Linked DNA regions of Sus scrofa: regions 1 and 2 are each linked to region 3. Evidence: chromatin contacts called from public HiChIP or PLAC-seq and promoter capture Hi-C data. All regions are on one chromosome and are shown on one strand. Each heading gives the region's core, a stretch centred on a gene start, on an enhancer-like site or on the middle of the called end of the contact. The rest is flanking DNA. Distances are from core to core; before and after follow the strand shown.

Evidence for each region. Promoter capture Hi-C pulls out the DNA fragments that hold promoters and counts their contacts. HiChIP or PLAC-seq counts read pairs in DNA pulled down with a chosen protein or histone mark.
Region 1: a promoter capture Hi-C map of liver shows a contact between it and region 3, with 4 times the contacts expected there. The contact joins the promoter of LGALS8 here to the promoter of MTR in region 3. A contact is called at or near these places in 1 of 5 promoter capture datasets (liver), 1 of 47 Hi-C or Micro-C datasets (liver) and 1 of 2 datasets of contacts at active chromatin or transcription factors (alveolar macrophages).
Region 2: a contact with region 3 is called in an H3K27ac HiChIP or PLAC-seq map of alveolar macrophages. The contact joins the promoter of HEATR1 here to the promoter of MTR in region 3. A contact is called at or near these places in 2 of 5 promoter capture datasets (fetal skeletal muscle and liver), 5 of 47 Hi-C or Micro-C datasets (brain, heart right ventricle, liver and 1 more) and 1 of 2 datasets of contacts at active chromatin or transcription factors (alveolar macrophages).

Annotation. Positions count from the first base shown.
Region 1 is chr14:54,887,399-54,890,533 of Sscrofa11.1, reverse strand. LGALS8 (galectin 8) reads left to right here and starts at 1,463. Exons shown (of 9, transcript NM_001142827.1): 1 at 1,463-1,507. The coding sequence starts at 1,463.
Region 2 is chr14:54,819,605-54,822,381 of Sscrofa11.1, reverse strand. HEATR1 (HEAT repeat-containing protein 1) reads right to left here and starts at 1,309. Exons shown (of 46, transcript XM_021073757.1): 1 at 1,176-1,309; 2 at 782-956; 3 at 40-256. The coding sequence starts at 923.
Region 3 is chr14:54,651,169-54,654,275 of Sscrofa11.1, reverse strand. It overlaps MTR (methionine synthase), which reads left to right and starts at 1,496. Exons shown (of 33, transcript XM_021073435.1): 1 at 1,496-1,971. The coding sequence starts at 1,938.

The DNA of each region.
Region 1 (3,135 bases), core at 214-2,713, 240 kb before region 3:
ATTTCGTTACAGTTTCCTAGTCTGCCCACCTACACGCCATCTCAGATGCCAGCAGTAGTGTGTTAAATTCTTTTCGTGCTTCAAATCTCTGATTTCCTCTTCTATCACACTTCTCTGGCTTCTTTCTTTATTAAGGGCTTGTGTAATTACATTGGGTCCACCGGATAATCCAGGACAATCCCTATCGACATCAGCTGGTTGGTATCCTTTAATTACACCTGCAAAATCTCTCTTGCTGTGTAACATGGCTTAACCGGTTACTCAGCTTATGTTACATCCAGTGTTGGAGATTCAGTTTTTTCTTAACAGAGGCAAAGTAATAGATTTGGTCAGTGTGTATTGAACTTTGATGACAGAATTGGTGGAAGGAAAATGTTGGAAGCTTTAGTTTCGTTTCTCTCTTAGTTCTGCTTAGTCATCGAGTCTTCCGTGGTTTAAATGTAGTACTGATGGATACTTTTTTTTTGCTACAGGGAAAACTATCTCATTAATATTTGAGGCATCGAATTTTTTTTCTTTTGACTTGTTTAATTTGGAGGAGGTAAAGCAACCCCTTCTACTAAATAACAGTAGATAAAACTTAGCATGTACTGTTCCAATGTTTTATTAAGTAATGTAAACCCTCAGAACAAACCTATGAGGTGAATGCTATTATTATTCTTATTTTACAGGTAAGAAAAGTTAAATGAACCTCTCTGATAGTTGTATAGGAGTATTTGCTATTATTTTGTTTTAGGTTTTTTGTTTTTTGTTTGTTTTGGTCTGTACCTGTGGCATGCAGAAGTTCTTGGACCAGGGATTAAACTCATGTCACAGCAGTGACCGCCAGGTCCTTAACCCACTGCACCACCAGGGAACTTCTAGTATTCTTAATAAGTTTTTGTTTGTTTGTTTGTTTGTTTCTTTTTTAGGGCTGTACCTGCAGTATATGGAAGTTCCCAGGCTAAGAGTTGAACCAGAGTTGTAGCTGCCAGCCTATGCCACAGCTGCATATGCGACCTACGCTGTGATCTTAACCCACTCATCGAGGCAGGGATAGAACCCACATCCTTTTGGGTACTAGTCATGTTCTTAACCCGCTGAGCCACAGTGGGAACTCTCAACAATAAGTATTTTTAATAAAATTTTCAAGTTAGAAATTTTCTACTGATGTACTTTTAAAATCAGTATTTCCTGGAATTATAATGCAAAATTATTTAGTAAAATACATGGGATAAGAATTTCAGTCAGATCTTTGATTGTAATACCATCTGGTTATTTGGTAAATATTAGTAAAATAATTTATATATTTTAAAAAGTTGTGAAGAAAAATAATGCACACTTATTTTTCTTTCCCTCTTATTTTGATTTTACACAGGGCAAGTGCCTCAGTTTCAATCTGGAAATTCTTTAAATGAAACCTGTTTAAAATCTTAGGCCATACCCAGAAGAGAGACCCCGGTCAACAAAAAGGTGGAAAAGAATGACGTTGTCCTTAAATAATCTGCAAAATGTCATCTACAACCCGGTAACTGATTTCTATAAACTTTTTGCCTGTGCCAGGGTTGAGAACAAATCCATTTGGATAGTAATTATCCATTGCTGGGGTGGGGAGGGCAAGAGTAAAATTCAGTAAATGTTAAGTGGTGTATCTGCCATGTGATAGGGACTCTGGTGGGCCCTGTCCAACAGATACAGCCCTTGGAGCCCCTGGATGCTCAAGTCAGATTGCCCCAGAACACGCCTTTCTGCATCTGGGGAGTCAGCCAACTGCGCATCAGATAGTGCGTGTTTACTGGAAGAAAAAAAAAAAAAATCCAAGCGTGAGTGGATTCAGACCCGCACAGTTCAAACCTGTGTTGTTCGAGGGTCATATGTTATGAATGGAGAGCATGGGCATACAGATGGAGGGAACTTGGCTGTGGTGGTGGTGGGAAGGTTCAGAACATCCCAAGACATAATTTTCAAAGGAAAATGGATTTCTTACTCTACAAGTTTTAATTTTTCTTTTAAAATTAGACCTGTTTGTGAGAAGTTAACATCTCAGCTTTTCTCCCTGCCCCTCAAATACCTCGTGGTACCTGAGCAGAGAATGTCAAAAACTAGTGAGGTGGAGAATGAAAAAAATTAGCAGTCTTGTTCCAGGCACCCTGAATGTAATTGCTGGAAATTTCAGTGTATTTCCTGGGAAGTAACAAACTTGTTTTAGTTTCATGTAGTGTGAGAATCTTTAGAGATGTTTCATTTCCATGTGTCTGAAGCTGAACTTAAGTCTGAGATGGAGTTGCTTTTTTTTGGTAACCCTCTAGGAGATTCTTGGTAAGAATCCTTCAAGTAAGGCCTTCAACCAGTCCTATTAGTGTAAGTAAGTGGGTTCAGGTTTCTGTTGTTTGCTTTGTAGCTGCAGCCCTTTTTTTTCCCTAGGGGTTAATGCCATTGTGTAAGAATGAGGTACAACCGCCATATAAAGCAATGTCTGTTTTAGAAAAAATAGCCTTTAGTCATAGTAGGTTTAAAAAGGAAAACTTGCTGGATTTGAAGTCAGCAGGACATTTAAAATGATGTTGTGCATCCAAGGTTAAAAACTTCATATTGTAGACTGACTTTCTCCAAAGTTGTTTTTTTTTTTGTTTTTTTGTTTTGTTTTGTTTTTGTCTTTTTAGGGCTGCACTCTGAGCACATGGAAGTTCCCAGACTAGGAGTTGAATTGGAGCTGCAGCTGCCGGCCTACACCACAGCCACAGCCACACCAGATCCAAGCCATGTCTGTGACCTACACCACAGCTCATGGCAACGCCGGATGCTTAACCCACTGAGTGAGGCCGTGGATGGAACCTATATCCTCATGGATACTAGTTGGGTTCATTACCACTGAGCCACAGTGGGAATTCCTCCAAAGCTGTTTTGTTTTTGTTTTTGTTTTTCTCTTTCTCCTTTTCCTAAATGCTGCCTGTCAAGGGTTACTGAAGTGTAATCTTGGCTCAAGCCAGGAGGAATGGATGGTCAGGTTATACTTTCAGTTCTGGTCTTCATCACAGAGATGCCTTATTTGAATGTTATTAGAAAATAATTTTATAGATTAAATACCTGCATATCCCTGTATAATGATGAACTGGTAATTTCCGGGGTTAGCACCTTCAGCTACAGACTTGAAAC
Region 2 (2,777 bases), core at 60-2,559, 170 kb before region 3:
TTAGCAGCCCATAATTACTTTTGTAATTCCATTTGCTACCTGTGAATCAACCACTCCAGACACTTCTGTGCTGGCTTCAGCAGGAAGTAAGGGGACAAGTGAATAAGAAATAATGAAATGTTTTCATCCAGCTGTTTGTTCACTGTTTTGGTCTGAACGCTGCGCTCCAAGGTTTTTGCTAGCTGGCTGAACAACGGTGCTTCAAACTGTTCAAAGGAAGGATCAATTCCAAGCAGCTCTTCCAGGCCAGTGCATCCTAGGAAAAGGCCAGTTAAATTAACAAATCTTTGCAAGCAAACTCGTCTTACTCTTCTTTTACTGTTTTACTTATCCCTAAAAATGTGAATTCTTTTAGCACATGTAATCTGTAATACAGTCCCAAACACAGGTTTCTAGTTTCCAACAAAGAAAATAAGTTCCATCCTCATGAATCAGGAAAATAGAAAGTACCCCTGGCAGGGGGCCTTCTTTTTTTCCTCAATACAATTTCAATATTATAACCTGACTAATCCGGGGAAGACACCTCCCCTAACCTCCAGCCACTTTTAGCTGTTCTTCCTCTCTACTCCTTAACTTTATCTGTGGAATTCAAGTTCCGCTGCCTATAGACACACTTAAGACATCTTAACAAGTGACTGCTATTTTCTTTCCTTTAATAAAATTAAGTCAAGTTAGCAAGTTAGAAGCCGCTAAGGAAGAGGGCGGGTCAGAAAACAAGAAAATACAGCAACACCCAGGACGCAAGCTTCCCAGAGTTTTTTTAATTTAAAGGGTAGCTCACCAATGGCAAAGGCCGTGTCCCTGTCGACGGTGGCCGCTTCCTTGGGGTCAAACAACAAAGAGGCAACTTCATCTCTGGATAAGAGACTGGGATCACTTTGAGGGAGAGCGAGTCTCTGGAGCTGCTGGGCTAAGGACGTCATCTTTCACGCCAGAGGACTTCTAAAAAACGCAGGCTAAGAAACATAACCACCGTGAGAAGCGTCCACAAAATCTTAAGGTGGCTTAACCGCAAATAGCAACTTTCCTCCGCACGCAGCGCGGTCGCGGACACTACAGCAACAGCGTTAACAGCTGAAGTACAGCCTCAGCGGCCGCGCCACGCGTGTCTCAGCCCCGAATCCGCGGAGACTCGAAAACCCGCGATGCCGCCCAGACCCACAACTCTTGCTCACCTGGAGCTCGACTTCGGGCAGGATTTAGAAGCCTGCGAATCTTCACAAGTGCTCCCACATGGTACCAAAAAAATCCAGCTTTCGCCCGGAAATGTAAAGCACGCCTTAGGCGAGCTTCCGGTTTCGGGCACTACGGCAAGAGAAGAGGTACAAGCTTGCCAAATTGAGAAAAGTCGACTCCACCTCCCGGCGGCGAAACTCCGCCCCCCCGCCGCGCCAGACTTTAGGCTCGGAATCCCGACCCTACCGTGGGGTAGCGGTCGATTCTCGGCAGGTAGCTGGAAGTTACCGTTTCTGGGTGGGCCTTTTGTGAGCCTTAAGGTCTGTAGCAGGAATTATTCATTCAATACATATTTATCCAGCTTTAAGGACCAGCAGCATCGCGCAGTGGTTAAAACTGTGGGCTGTGAACTCACAGCCCGAATTCACAGATCCGTGCGAGCCCCTTCCTTTTACAAACAATATCTTTTCCTGTGGCTTTGCTTTAACAAAGAAAAGCATCTTTTCGGTTATTTCTACAGATCTCCAACATGTGGTGTTGATTGCCTTGTGTAGAATAACACGAGTTTTTTAAGTGCCGGTGTACATCTTTCATCCTTACATTTGAGCTACACCGAATTCTCATTTCTCAGTTTATCTTCTCTAATAAGGTGGAAACAGGCTGAGAATTTCTTGATAGGAGCTGGTCTCAGTGCGAGCTGCCCTGTAAATGCTGGGCACAACCGTTCTGGAGCTTGGGGCCATCCCATCCCTGCAGTTGGCATTCCTGAAGACCACGCGCTGTTGTTTTTTGTTTTGTTTTTCACTGACCCTGGATATCATTTACAAACTAAATCTCAAACTTTAGCTATTTGATGAGTTTTTAACAAAAAAGTAAGTAGGCATCTCTCTCTCCCTCTCCCCATTCCAGACATAGGAAGTTTCCATCACTTTGCGCCTTTGCTGTGATGCCCACTCCACTCCTTGCTCAAGGTAACCAACCATTGGTCTTGGTGTCACTGTAGGCCGATGTTGCCAAAGAGTTTCCCCTATGGATGGATATACTGCAGTCTGTGGAGAGAGCGCTCTGTGCTGCCTCCCCAGCTTCTCTGAGAAGGTGCAGAGAGGCAGGATTGAGACGGGATGTCCTACCCACCTTTTTTTGGATGCTTTCCTTTCTCTTAGAAGGTGGAGCTTTTCCGTGACAAGATGTCAGTCGTCTTCACTGGCGATGGCTGGAAACATAGTTCCAATCTGGGGGCCTCCCTTCTGTACTTCTGAAGATCTCTTCCTTTTACAAACACTATCTTTTGTTGTTGCTTTGCTGTAACAAAGAACAAAATCGTTTTGGTTGTTTCTACAGATTGTTAGTGATCTTCAACATGTGGTGTTGACTGCCTTGCATAGAATAACATGAGTTTTTAAGTTCCGGTGGTACCTCTTTCATCCTTACAAATAGATGTCTCAAATGAATTTTTTTCGTTCTTTATAAAAGCAGTCAGCTTTGGGAGAAATGAAAGTAGTGAGAAATAAATATCAGGCAGGTCTGTTTTATCCACAAGGCATATTTGGTTTTTTCTCACTAAAAAAATCCTCATTTTTTTAAAAACTGCATTTATTTAT
Region 3 (3,107 bases), core at 247-2,746:
CCACCTACACCATAGCTATAGCAACACTGGATCCAAGCTGCATCTGCAAACCATGCCGTGGCTTAAGGCAACTCCAGATCCTTAACCCACTGAACAAGGCCAGAGATCAAACTCACATCCTCATGGATACTAGTCAGGTTCTTAACCTGTGAGCCACAACGGGAACTCCCTCCTCCCACACTTCTGTTTCATTCTCTCTTCACTCACTCCATTTCCTTCCCTCCAGGTATGTCTTTGATAAAGATGCTATAACCATTATTATAATTTTATAGATTTTTAAAAAGAGGTGTAGGTGTTCTCCCGTGGTGTAGCAGGTTAAGGATCCAGTGTTCACTGTAGTGGTTTGGGTCACTGCTGTGGCGTGGGTTGGATTCCTGGCCCAGCAACTTCCACATGCCGTGGGTGCAGCCAAAAAAAAAAAGGAAGTATACATACAGTAAAGTAAAAGGAGAATGGCAAGCAAATTTGTGGGGTTTTTTTTTGAAGCTTCATAAGTATCATAATTTTGTCTCTATTTTCGTTTTTTGATTCATTTGCTTTTCCTTCTAGCATGCTCAGCCTTACACAGCGGTCCTCTACTTTCAAATTCTCTTAAGTGTCATGTTCTACCCAGGGAGTTTCTCCCAACTGGAATGGCCTTATCTGGCACACACTTTTCCTTCAGAACCCAGCCTCTTCTTTGAAATGTCCCCTAACTCCCTTGGAGAACTGAGCTCCTTTGGCACACTGCATGTGGTTCTTTTTTTTTTTCCTATTCAATTATTAGCCTTAGCCAGACTGTGAGTTTCTCCTCTTAAAACAGAGGTGGGGGTGTGATATAGCGTGCCCCTCTTTTCATTCCTAGTGAGTAGTCCACAGCCTGCCACATAATAATGTTTACTGCCAATAAATGACAATTAAAATGCATATCTGGGAGTTCCCTCTGGCTCAACAGGTTAGTGGCTCCAGTTACTGCGGTGAGGCAGGTTTTCTGGCCTGGGAAGTTCCATAGGCAGCAGGTGCTGCCAAAAAGGAACAAAAAAAGAGGCATGCATGTACATAAGAGTTTTCACAGGGGTTCATACTATCTCATTTAATCCCCACTCAACCTTAGGAAAAAGTAATTTTCACCGCCCTATCATTTCCTGTTTTGTAAAGTGTAGAATGGCGACCAAGAGATTTAAGTACCTTGCCCAGTGCCAGTAAACAGTAAATGCATGACCAGTACCTGGCCTTCTAGACTCCCAGTACCAGGCTCTTGACATCATACGACACACTGGGGTCACGTCAAGTTTGCCCCACGATTTAAACTTGGAGAGACCCCCTGTGGCTGCACTTCCTGACGCTGGGCTGAGAAGCTCAAATCCTCAGCTGAGCACCTGAGACGCCAGCACTACATCTCCCAGAGAGCCCTGGGGCGAGGCCTCAGGTGATTGGTTGAGATCGATTGGCCAATACAGAGGCGAGGAGCTCCTACAGACCAATCACAGTTCTGAGAGGGCGGGACCTACCATGCGGGGACGGGATCTCCCATGCTGAGGCTGGATGGAGCGCAGAAGCTAACAGTCCTCCGAGTTGCCCCAAAGCCTCGGGGGCTGTGAGTCCTGGTCGTACGCCTCGCCGGCCACGTAATCCTCATATTCGGTCCACTCGCCTCCCTCCCGGCGACCCGGCCTCTGGCCGTCAGACCCTTGCATACGACCGGCCGGCTGGCGAGGAAGCGCGTGCTGTGGTAGTGGTTTGGGTCGGGGTCTGCTGTTATTGCCACGCCGCGCTCAGGCCAGACGGAGGCCCTGCGGCGGGCGGCAGATGCGGGGAGGCCCCTCAGTGTGCCCCGCAGCCCGGACCGCCCGTGAACCGCTCGCCCCGCACTAGCTGGCGTGGCTCTGGGCCGCTTCGTTTGGAGAGCGCGTCTTTGCCGCCTCGTCCCCTGCCCAACTGGGAGCAGACTCGGCAGCATGTCCCCCGCGCTCCAGGACCTGCCACAGGCCGGTGAGTGAGACCCGCGCTCCGCTTTCTGTGCCTCGCTCCACTGTAGTCTCCTGTCCCTGGGGGTGATTCTAGACTCCGTCTGGAGATACCTGGTTGGGTTTCCCCGTGGCGGGCGGTGCCTTTGAACTTGCGCAGGATCCTGGAGGTCCCGGTTTTTGTTGCTGTGTAGGTTCTTTACTTCCCCCACCAACCCGCCTTCAAACCATCAATCCCCGAAGCACATTCTGAACGTTAACTAAACTTTGCAGTTTGGTATGGCATATTCCAGCAGGGCGCTAGCGAAGTTTTGCATGATTGAACGTGTTTACTCAACATGTATTTATTGAGCACCTAAGCCAAAGGAAGTTCAAATGCTGAGAGAGAAGAGAACTATTTAAAACTGCGTTAAACTTTTATTTTCCGCTTCGGGGTTAGAGCAGGCGTTCTGTAAACTCAGGTGTGCTAGAATCACTGTTTTAAAATAGATGAGCAGGTACTCGGTGGGTTTGAGGAGTTAACAGTCCCAGTGATACTAATGTTGGTGACTCTGGCATCAACAAGAAGGAAAAAAACCAAAAAACAAAAAAACTAGTTTAGCACAGGAGCTAAATGTATTTTCAGCTTTAAAGTGAGCCCTGGGTCTTTAATGTCGTCCCTCCTTATAATTTGTGGACAAATACACCCATAAAAACATCTGGGGCATGAAGTAGGAAATGAAGAAACAAGAGAATCAGTAATACGGACAGAACAACAGCGATGACAGGTGAGGTTGTTCAGCTCAGGGAGGAGGGTGAAGACTGAATTCATAACTCAGAGGGAAATTTTTCACAGGTCAGCTAGTGGCTCCATTGATTCTAGAGAACTGATAGATGGGACCCTTAACATTGTTCATGAAACAAGTGGGACTGTGACTGACATTTTAATACTGTTGCTGTAAAGTAAGACTATACCTCTCCTAGGGGCATCCTATATTTATTTGAATAATATCCCTTACTCATGATTTCTGGCCCTCCCAGAAATCAGAAAAAAAAGAATCCCCCCCCCAAAAAATAGAAAAGCAAAAGAAAGTATTTCCCTTTCATCTGACTGTATCAGCAGCAAAATGCCTCTAAAGATTTAGCATAGTTTGAATAGTGAGTGATCTTTTTACAGCAAAT